2 separate regions of the Sus scrofa genome follow, and region 2 is linked to region 1. Evidence: chromatin contacts called from public HiChIP or PLAC-seq data. All regions are on one chromosome and are shown on one strand. Each heading gives the region's core, a stretch centred on a gene start, on an enhancer-like site or on the middle of the called end of the contact. The rest is flanking DNA. Distances are from core to core; before and after follow the strand shown.

Evidence for each region. HiChIP or PLAC-seq counts read pairs in DNA pulled down with a chosen protein or histone mark.
Region 2: an H3K27ac HiChIP or PLAC-seq map of alveolar macrophages shows a contact between it and region 1. The contact joins the promoter of INPP4B here to the promoter of USP38 in region 1. A contact is called at or near these places in 2 of 47 Hi-C or Micro-C datasets (alveolar macrophages and embryonic fibroblasts) and 2 of 2 datasets of contacts at active chromatin or transcription factors (alveolar macrophages and skeletal muscle).

What each region holds. Positions count from the first base shown.
Region 1 is chr8:84,599,114-84,603,051 of Sscrofa11.1, reverse strand. USP38 (ubiquitin carboxyl-terminal hydrolase 38) reads left to right here and starts at 2,008. Exons shown (of 10, transcript XM_021100666.1): 1 at 2,008-3,267. The coding sequence starts at 2,586.
Region 2 is chr8:84,810,084-84,814,021 of Sscrofa11.1, reverse strand. INPP4B (type II inositol 3,4-bisphosphate 4-phosphatase) reads right to left here and starts at 1,940. Exons shown (of 30, transcript XM_021100673.1): 1 at 1,698-1,940.

The DNA of each region.
Region 1 (3,938 bases), core at 759-3,258:
GGCAGGACTACTAATGGTTGAAACTCTTCAGGAATGAAGGTTTGGGTCACCCCACCATGCAAAGAACCACAACCATCTGAGGCACTTGTTGACAGAAAAGAGAAGACAGAATAGATAGTTGGAAAAGGTTGTTATAAATACCAATTATAACCACATGACTAGTTATAGGAACTGGGCTGCAACTGACATAAGCATTTCCTGCTTATTTCATTATGAATGTGTAATAATTTGCTTAGATTATATATCAATATATATAAAACTAACATTCTGTTTCCTTTCCCTTATCACATAACACAGGATGTAAAGCAGAGTATTTTTCACTTTTACACCTTAGTATATAAGTTACAGGATATCAACAAATCCACAGAGGAATTCATCCATAATACTTTGCTTTCTACCTTATTTTTGTCTTCCAGTATTGGCACCATTCCCAGCAAAGCCAAACTTTTCTCCGTAGTTCTATCTTCCATCTATTGGAAAAGAAAAAGTTCCAAAGCTATTCCTGTGTTGTAGCAAGATTGCTTTTTAGATCCATCAATTATCTTTTATCTTCTATCTCTTTCTGAAAACTCGGTCTCAGGTTTTCTCTACCCAGGTCTTACCTCCTCTAAACTGCTATTCTTTTTAAGATTACCCTAATTGCTGTGTTAAATATACTAGTATAACCATTTTATAAATTGGTAAAAACCAAAACACTATTTAGCAAAGTAAATAGCTTACAATTTGTTCATTTTTCCACTGGATACTTTAAATGAACCATTTTTTAAAGTTTGTCAGTATCACAGGCCACTAATGATTTCACAATTACATTGGTGAAGACTTAACAGGGCTATAATTAGGCAATATTTTCCAAATTAAAGGCCTCTGATTAAAGACTAAATTCTTACTGTGAATCTTTGCAGTTTAACTTGAAAGACTACAAGGAGGATGACTTCATCTGTTCTTCATTATAAACCATCTTCAGTGTTAGCATACATATAAACATTATGAAAATTTAAGCTTGTATTTTATTTTTCAAAATACTCTTTCGTTCTTTCTCACCTATCATTTACCTTACTCTACACCCATTTTCTGGACAACTTACAAATTTTCCATATGCCATAAAAGCTCATTTAAAAGAGATTTGCTGGAGTTCCCCATCTGGCTCAGTGGTAAAGAACCTTTGAACCCGACTGGGCTCCATGAGGATGCAGGTTCCATCCCTGGCCTCTTCAGTGGGTTAAGATACCCCGTTGCAGCGAGCTGTGGTGTAAGTCACAGACATAGCTCAGATCCAACTCAACGCCTAGACTGGGAACTTCCATATGCCACGGGTGTAGCCCTACAAATAAAAAAAAGAGAGAGAGAGAAAGAGATTTGCTAAAAGCTTGCTAAAGCAAACCTCTATTGACAACTGTTTCCAAATGTATACTGCCGCCAACACATCCCTTACCACAATGTAAGAGTAAAGCACTGGCATTTAAGAACCCTAGCTCATTTACTGATGAAAGATCTAAGACCTTAAACGATTTGCCTTCAATCCGAATTCTGAGTTCTTTTCCTTACTTTCTCCCCAAATGCTTTTCTACTCCTGCTTCCAAAACTTTCTCATTAACAAGATTTTACATAAATAAACTTTTATCAGCCTATCACAAGCAACCTGACCGGGACAGAACGGACAGAGATCCAGAGATCGGAAGGTGGGAATCCTAGAATCGCAGCCACTTCTAACACTTCCGCTCCTTGGCCGCTCCTCCAGAAAAGCCGCCTACCACTTACAAAGGATCCCCTGCGATGGGGGCGTCGCCGCGCGACTCCAAGAGAGGCGGCCGCGCTTGCGTAGCACCGAAGGGGCGGGGCGGGCCCCCGAGCGCAGCCCGGGAGTGTGTAAACGAGCTGGGGCGGAGAAGGAGGGTGAAGGGTGGGGCGGAGGGGCGGAGGGGCGGAGGGGCGGAGGGGCGGAGGGGCGGAGGGGCGGAGGGGCGGAGGGCGGAGGGGCGGAGGGGCGGAGGGGCGGAGGGGCGGAGGGGCGGAGGGGCGGGCCTTTCCGAAGTTCCGATTTCCTTCACTTCCTGTTTGCTGCACTTCTGCATCCGGGTCAAGGGTGTCCACCTCCACTTCTCCCCGGCAGATCCGGCACCCTCCGTGACAGCAGCTCTTGACTCTACCCAGGGCGGGTTTTATCCCGCGACCTGTTGGAGTCCGGACTCCCACATCTGCCACGGGTCGCGGAGGCGCACTTCCTCATCTTCCCGCTCTCAGCCCCGGGGCCTGAACGTCCGCCGCCTCCGGGGGGCCCCGCTGGCCTCTCCGCGCTGATGCTGAAGGGGACCGCGGGCCCGGGGCAGCGGCGGAGTGTGGGCCTCTGGCTTCTTAGGCCCACCGCTGACGGTGCCGGTTCTTACGCGCCCCAGGCTTGCCAACTCCCGCCCGGGCTTGGATGGCCCTCTCTGCCCGATAAATGAGGCTACTGAGCAGGCAGTGGCGGTGGTCGGTCCAGCTGCTGCTCTCCAAATTCACCTCCGTCCCGGGTTTCTCCAGGCACACCTCGGGGTTGTGGCTGCCCGCTCCTTACCACCTGGCCCTGGCTTTGCAGCGTGGCGACAATGGACAAGATCCTGGAGGGCCTGGTGAGCTCTTCGCACCCCCTGCCCCTAAAACGGGTGATTGTGAGGAAGGTGGTGGAGTCGGCGGAGAATTGGCTGGACGAGGCGCAGTGCGAGGCCATGTTTGACCTGACGACCCGGCTTATCTTGGAGGGCCAGGACCCCTTTCAGCGGCAAGTGGGCCACCAAGTGCTGGAGGCCTACGCGCGGTACCACCGGCCAGAATTCGAGTCCTTCTTCAATAAGACTTTCGTGCTGGGCCTCCTTCAGCAGGGCTACCACTCGCTGGACAGGAAGGACGTAGCCATCCTGGACTACATTCACAACGGCTTGAAACTGATCATGAGCTGCCCCTCGGTGCTGGACCTCTTCAGCCTGCTGCAGGTGGAGGTGCATCGGATGGTGTGTGAGAGGCCCGAGCCGCACCTGTGCGCCCGACTCAGCGACCTCCTGAGCGACTTCGTGCAGTGCATCCCCAAGGGGAAGTTGTCCATCACTTTTTGTCAACAGCTGGTTCGAACGATAGGCCACTTCCAGTGCGTGTCCACCCAGGAGAAAGAGCTGCGGGAATATGTCTCGCAGGTGACAAAAGTGAGTAACTTGCTGCAGAATATCTGGAAGGGGGAGCCCTCCACCCTGCTGCCTTCCCTGCAAGAAGTTTTTGCAAGCATTTCTTCCACAGGTAAGGGTCCTTCCACCCCAAGAAAATCTCTCTTGGAAATTTAATATGTGCCTCTCATGTACACACCGCGTTTGCTTCCCTGCTCTGAAAACATCTTAATGGGAGAACATTCTTAATACTCTCATCCATATTCCCATCCACTGCCCTATTCTGGCTGTCACGTTGGACCTTAAAAAACAGTCAGTGTTTTTGTTTTAAAGGTTGAGAACGTCAGTCTTAGACCTTTGGAGCAAAACAGGTTGCTTAATTACCCAGCCTTTGCTCAAGTTATGGAATGCTTTGCCAATGACAGCTACTATATAAAGCTCCTATTCATTAGTGACTAATAGCCGCATTAAAAATGTTTACCATATTATTACTGTGCTATGACTCTGTCACCTTGTTGGAATGAGTTGTTCCTTAGTTTCTGAATTCTCTGATTTTTTTTAATTCATGGAGGATGCCATTTGTTTTATTACTGATTATCCTATTTAACTATGTAGTTCTTGCATATTGCCATTTTCTACCTACAGTAGTTTGTGAGAGTGGATACAGGTGGAGTGAGGGAAGGGAAAGTAAGTGAAGGCTTAAATAGGTGTTTTTGAGTTCCAGGTGTAAATAGCCCATCAGCTGTGTCATTAGAAATCCGGGAGGGGTTAAGTACTTAGCAGGAAAGAGCTTTATTGCCAGGA
Region 2 (3,938 bases), core at 691-3,190, 210 kb before region 1:
CGAAGCCATTGATCATTTACTCTGATTTCATATCAATGTTTTACTGGGATATATCGCAAAAGAACACAAGATAATGCATTTCTTTGTCTACTAAGTGTGACAATGCCCACTTACCCAGGCCTCCTTTTACCCAACTTCTTGCACTAGCCAGCTGCTCTGTTGGTGATTCTCTGCACCTTATATGCTGCTTTAGCACTGTCAGAATACTACCATGGATGGTCCAGAACCCATTAAGAAAATTCCTACTACAAGCAAGGTCTTTGAAATACAGTCCTACACCTATAAACGACCTATCTAGTGCCCACCTTGACAGGAAGAAGACAAATCTACTCTGTCTTCCAGGCTTTCACTTATACAGAGCCACACCTTGACAAACAAGTTCTGTCATACTAGAGGAAAGAGATGGGCAAAAATATAACACCTGGAGTCACAAAATGTAATGACCTCAAATAACACATTTCAGAAAGGGAGGAAACCTAGTTCTGGAGATGGGGGGGGGGGGAGAGGAAAGGGAAAGTGAATCTTCATCATTAAAACAAGAGTAAGAGAAAACCCTCCCCGGTTTTTCCGGTAAGTTTTGTGCAGGAGCAGGAGCAGCAGCAGCAGCAACAACCTCATCAACATGCACATCCTCACCCTTATAAACCTCTAGTCCCCAAATAGAAACTGCTGGTGCCTCTCCATCTTCTAGGGACAGAAACCACCCCCCAACAGGGAGGAGATTTCAGAGGCAAAGGGAGGGGCAAAAACAGGTACCTGGAGCTCCAGCATCCTGGTCTTAGTCCCAGCGACAAGCCTGAAAGTCCCTTCAGGAACGACCCCTAGCTCCGAACATCCCTGGCCTGGGTGCTCCGTGCCAGAGGTGCCCTGAGAGCTCGCGGACCCTGCAGCGCAGTTTTCAGACTTCAAACAACGATGCTCCCCCCACAACACACAGTACCACCAGCAGCACCACCACCGCGCTTTCAAGTCATGGCCCTGGCTTTCTGACCCTTTAGAAGGACCTCTCTGTGGGAGGACAAGTGATGTCTGGTTGCCAAGAAGAGACACGTAGCGGGCTGAGTTGCTGGGAGTGGAACGAGGGTGGTCATGACAGGGACTCTTTAGGAAAAGCCCAAAACGGGGCAACTGAGACCCCAGTATCAAGCACCCTCACTCCCACCCCCACCCCACCCCCACCCTTCGCCCTGAAGGCGACTTCTCCCGGGGCGGGCGGCGTTGGCAGCTTTGTGGCCGGGATAGGGATGAGAGCGAGCCCCCCCTCCCTCTGGCCACCGCAGCCCCTCCAAAGGGACCGCGAGGGTGGGCGCAGCCTTGGAAGGTCAGCGAGGCCAGAGCTCGGAGTTAACCCGGGGCCCTGAGAGTGAGTGTGAAGGGGTGAGGATGAACGTGAACCCGCGCGTGGGCCCGACCGAGCGGCGCCGGGCCAGAGTGTCCGCGGGGGTCAGGGGTACTCCTGCTGCCGAGGAGAGGCAGCGCACCACACCCCTTAGGCGCGAGGGCCGTATGGGGCTATCGGGGCTGCCAGGCTGAGAAACTTAATGCCAAACAAGACTCCCTCACCACCCCCCGCCAGGACGTGACCCCCCCCACCCCGCTCTCAGACCCGCTCCAACGCCTGACACATTCCCCACCGCCTCCCAGACCACCCTGGCCAAACCCCCCACCCGGCCCTGGGAGCCCCGGCGGGTAATTACCTCTCCTGGAGGCGGAGTGGGGGGCGGCAGCAGCAGCAGCAGACACTTTTAGCCTGACTTTCCGGCGTTCGCGGGTGAGCGTGTGCGCGCCTAGCGAGAGCTGTAACCTGCTATTTATAGACCGGAGCCTCAGCACCCGGGCTGGGAACCCGGAGGAAGCGAGCCGGCGGCGCGGCGGCGCAGGGCGCAGGGCGCGAGCGGCTGCTCCCCGAGGCGCCCGCGCCTCCCTCGGGCTCCGGGTTCCCGCCGCGCTCCCCGCTCGCTCCCCGCCCCGCCGCGCGCGCCCCGGAGAAGTTGTCGCCGGCGCGGCCGCCTCTCCCCTGCTCACATGCTCCCCTGGCACAATCGCTACTTTCTCCCCCCGCACCCCCCCCGCCCCTCCAATCCCACCCCTCCCTGCTCCTCTTCCTCTTCTGCTGGTTCCCAGCGGTCTCCTCCCAATGTCACCGGCGCCCGAACAGAGGCAGCGACGGCAGCAAGAGTCGCGCAGCTGGCGCAGCTCGCCTCCCACTACCGATGGAGTGGAGTTGATGTCCCCGCCGCCCAACCTGAAATGACCCCAACAGGCTCACTCTGTGTACCGCCACCCCGCACCCCGACCCTCTGCTGGGCCCCTCTGCCAGCGGGGACGGTCCCTAGCCTGTGCTGCCAGGAGCACCGCTGCGGAGCGGTGGTGAGAGGTGACCCGAGGCCGCCACGCCGCGGCCGGGGCCACGGAAACCACAGGGGTTTTTAAACGGCGAAAGGGGGCGCCCCAGAACCGGGCTCAGTCCGGGAGGGTAGGGAAGCGACGTTCCCCCCGTCCCCGCCCCGTTCCCCGGACTTCTGCCTGCCACCACTCTGGGACCTGTCTCTCTTACTACTCCTCTGCCTGGGCCCGGACTTAGGGCGGAGGAGACCTGGGCAATGGCGAGGCTTCCAGCTCAGCGCAGCCCACCGACCACCCGCCGCAGTCCCCACGTCTCTGCTCGGGGACTGAGGCCGAGCTGTTCCCCACAGGCGTGTGTCACGCCTTTGGCAGCCCCGGCGCGTGGAGACAAATCTACGCTCTGTCTGTTTGGGTGTCAGGAAAACAGGGTACGTAATCGCGCAGTCTGAACCGAGGCTAAAACTCCCTCACTTCCTCGCAAACAAGCCCACGGGCGAAGGCAAGCTGCCTGGCTATTCCGGGTTGCGGGGTGTGGGGCAAATGCCTCTCCCCATCTGCGCCTTACAGGTGCCACCTGGCGGTTCTCGTGGAGAGGTATTGACTGAGCTGCTCAAAGGTAATGGTAAAGCTGGGAATGCCAGCCCCAGTCCAGGCAAGCACCCTCGGTAAGGGCACTTTTAAAAGATAATAAGGCGGAGTGAGAATACCAGTATGCTCAGGTTACATTTGCCACGCAGAGAGACTGGAATCCCAAAGTTAGGATGGTAACATCGATTTGGGTTAAGTCAGGGCTTAATGTTACACCAAGTGGGAAGCTGTAGCTGTCCCCACCTGTCACCCCTGCTGTCACTTCCTACTCTAGGCATCCATTCTCTCCGCAAGCATTTCACTGCCAGCCAGCAGGTTAGAAGCTTTATCAATGAGAGCAGAGACTTTGATGTTTGTTTGTTTGTTTGTTTTTTCCTATTGCTCTTCCTCAGAACTTGGAACAATGCCTAACGTCCTAGCGTCAATAAATGTTTACAAAAGGAATTAAAAAACACTATGGGCCAGAAACTGGGCCTGGCCCATTCTCCCCTGCGGCCCTTCCCTGTTCTTCAAGCTTTTTCTGGTACATTCAGCCACCATCACAGGAGAGCTGGAGGGAGAGAAGGGGGGACAAAAGGGACAGGCAGTCTACACAGGCCCTGTGAGGCTGTGGCTCACACCGGAGGGGCCCATTACACAATTAAATTTCTCCTGCATGAGGTGGTTCTCAACACACCCACTTGGGGGAAAAAAAAAAACACCTGTGTCATACTTGCGGCTTGAAGCAATGGATAAATCCTATTTGTAGAGATCTGCTGGCAGAACGAGACAGCTTTTTCATTGGACAAGAGTTTCAGCCTTTTCTTAAAATACAGAAAGGGTGAAAGAATATCAGAACATCAGGGTGCCAGAGCTTTGCCACTCAGTTCAAAAGACATTTAACATATCTGTCCTCTAACTTTAAAGGGAGCTCTGGGTGTGTGTGTGTGTGTTTGAAGACTGCCAAAGTTCCAGAAGTACTAAAATGTTCCTTCCAAAAGACAGAGTTGTAAAATAGATGCAGC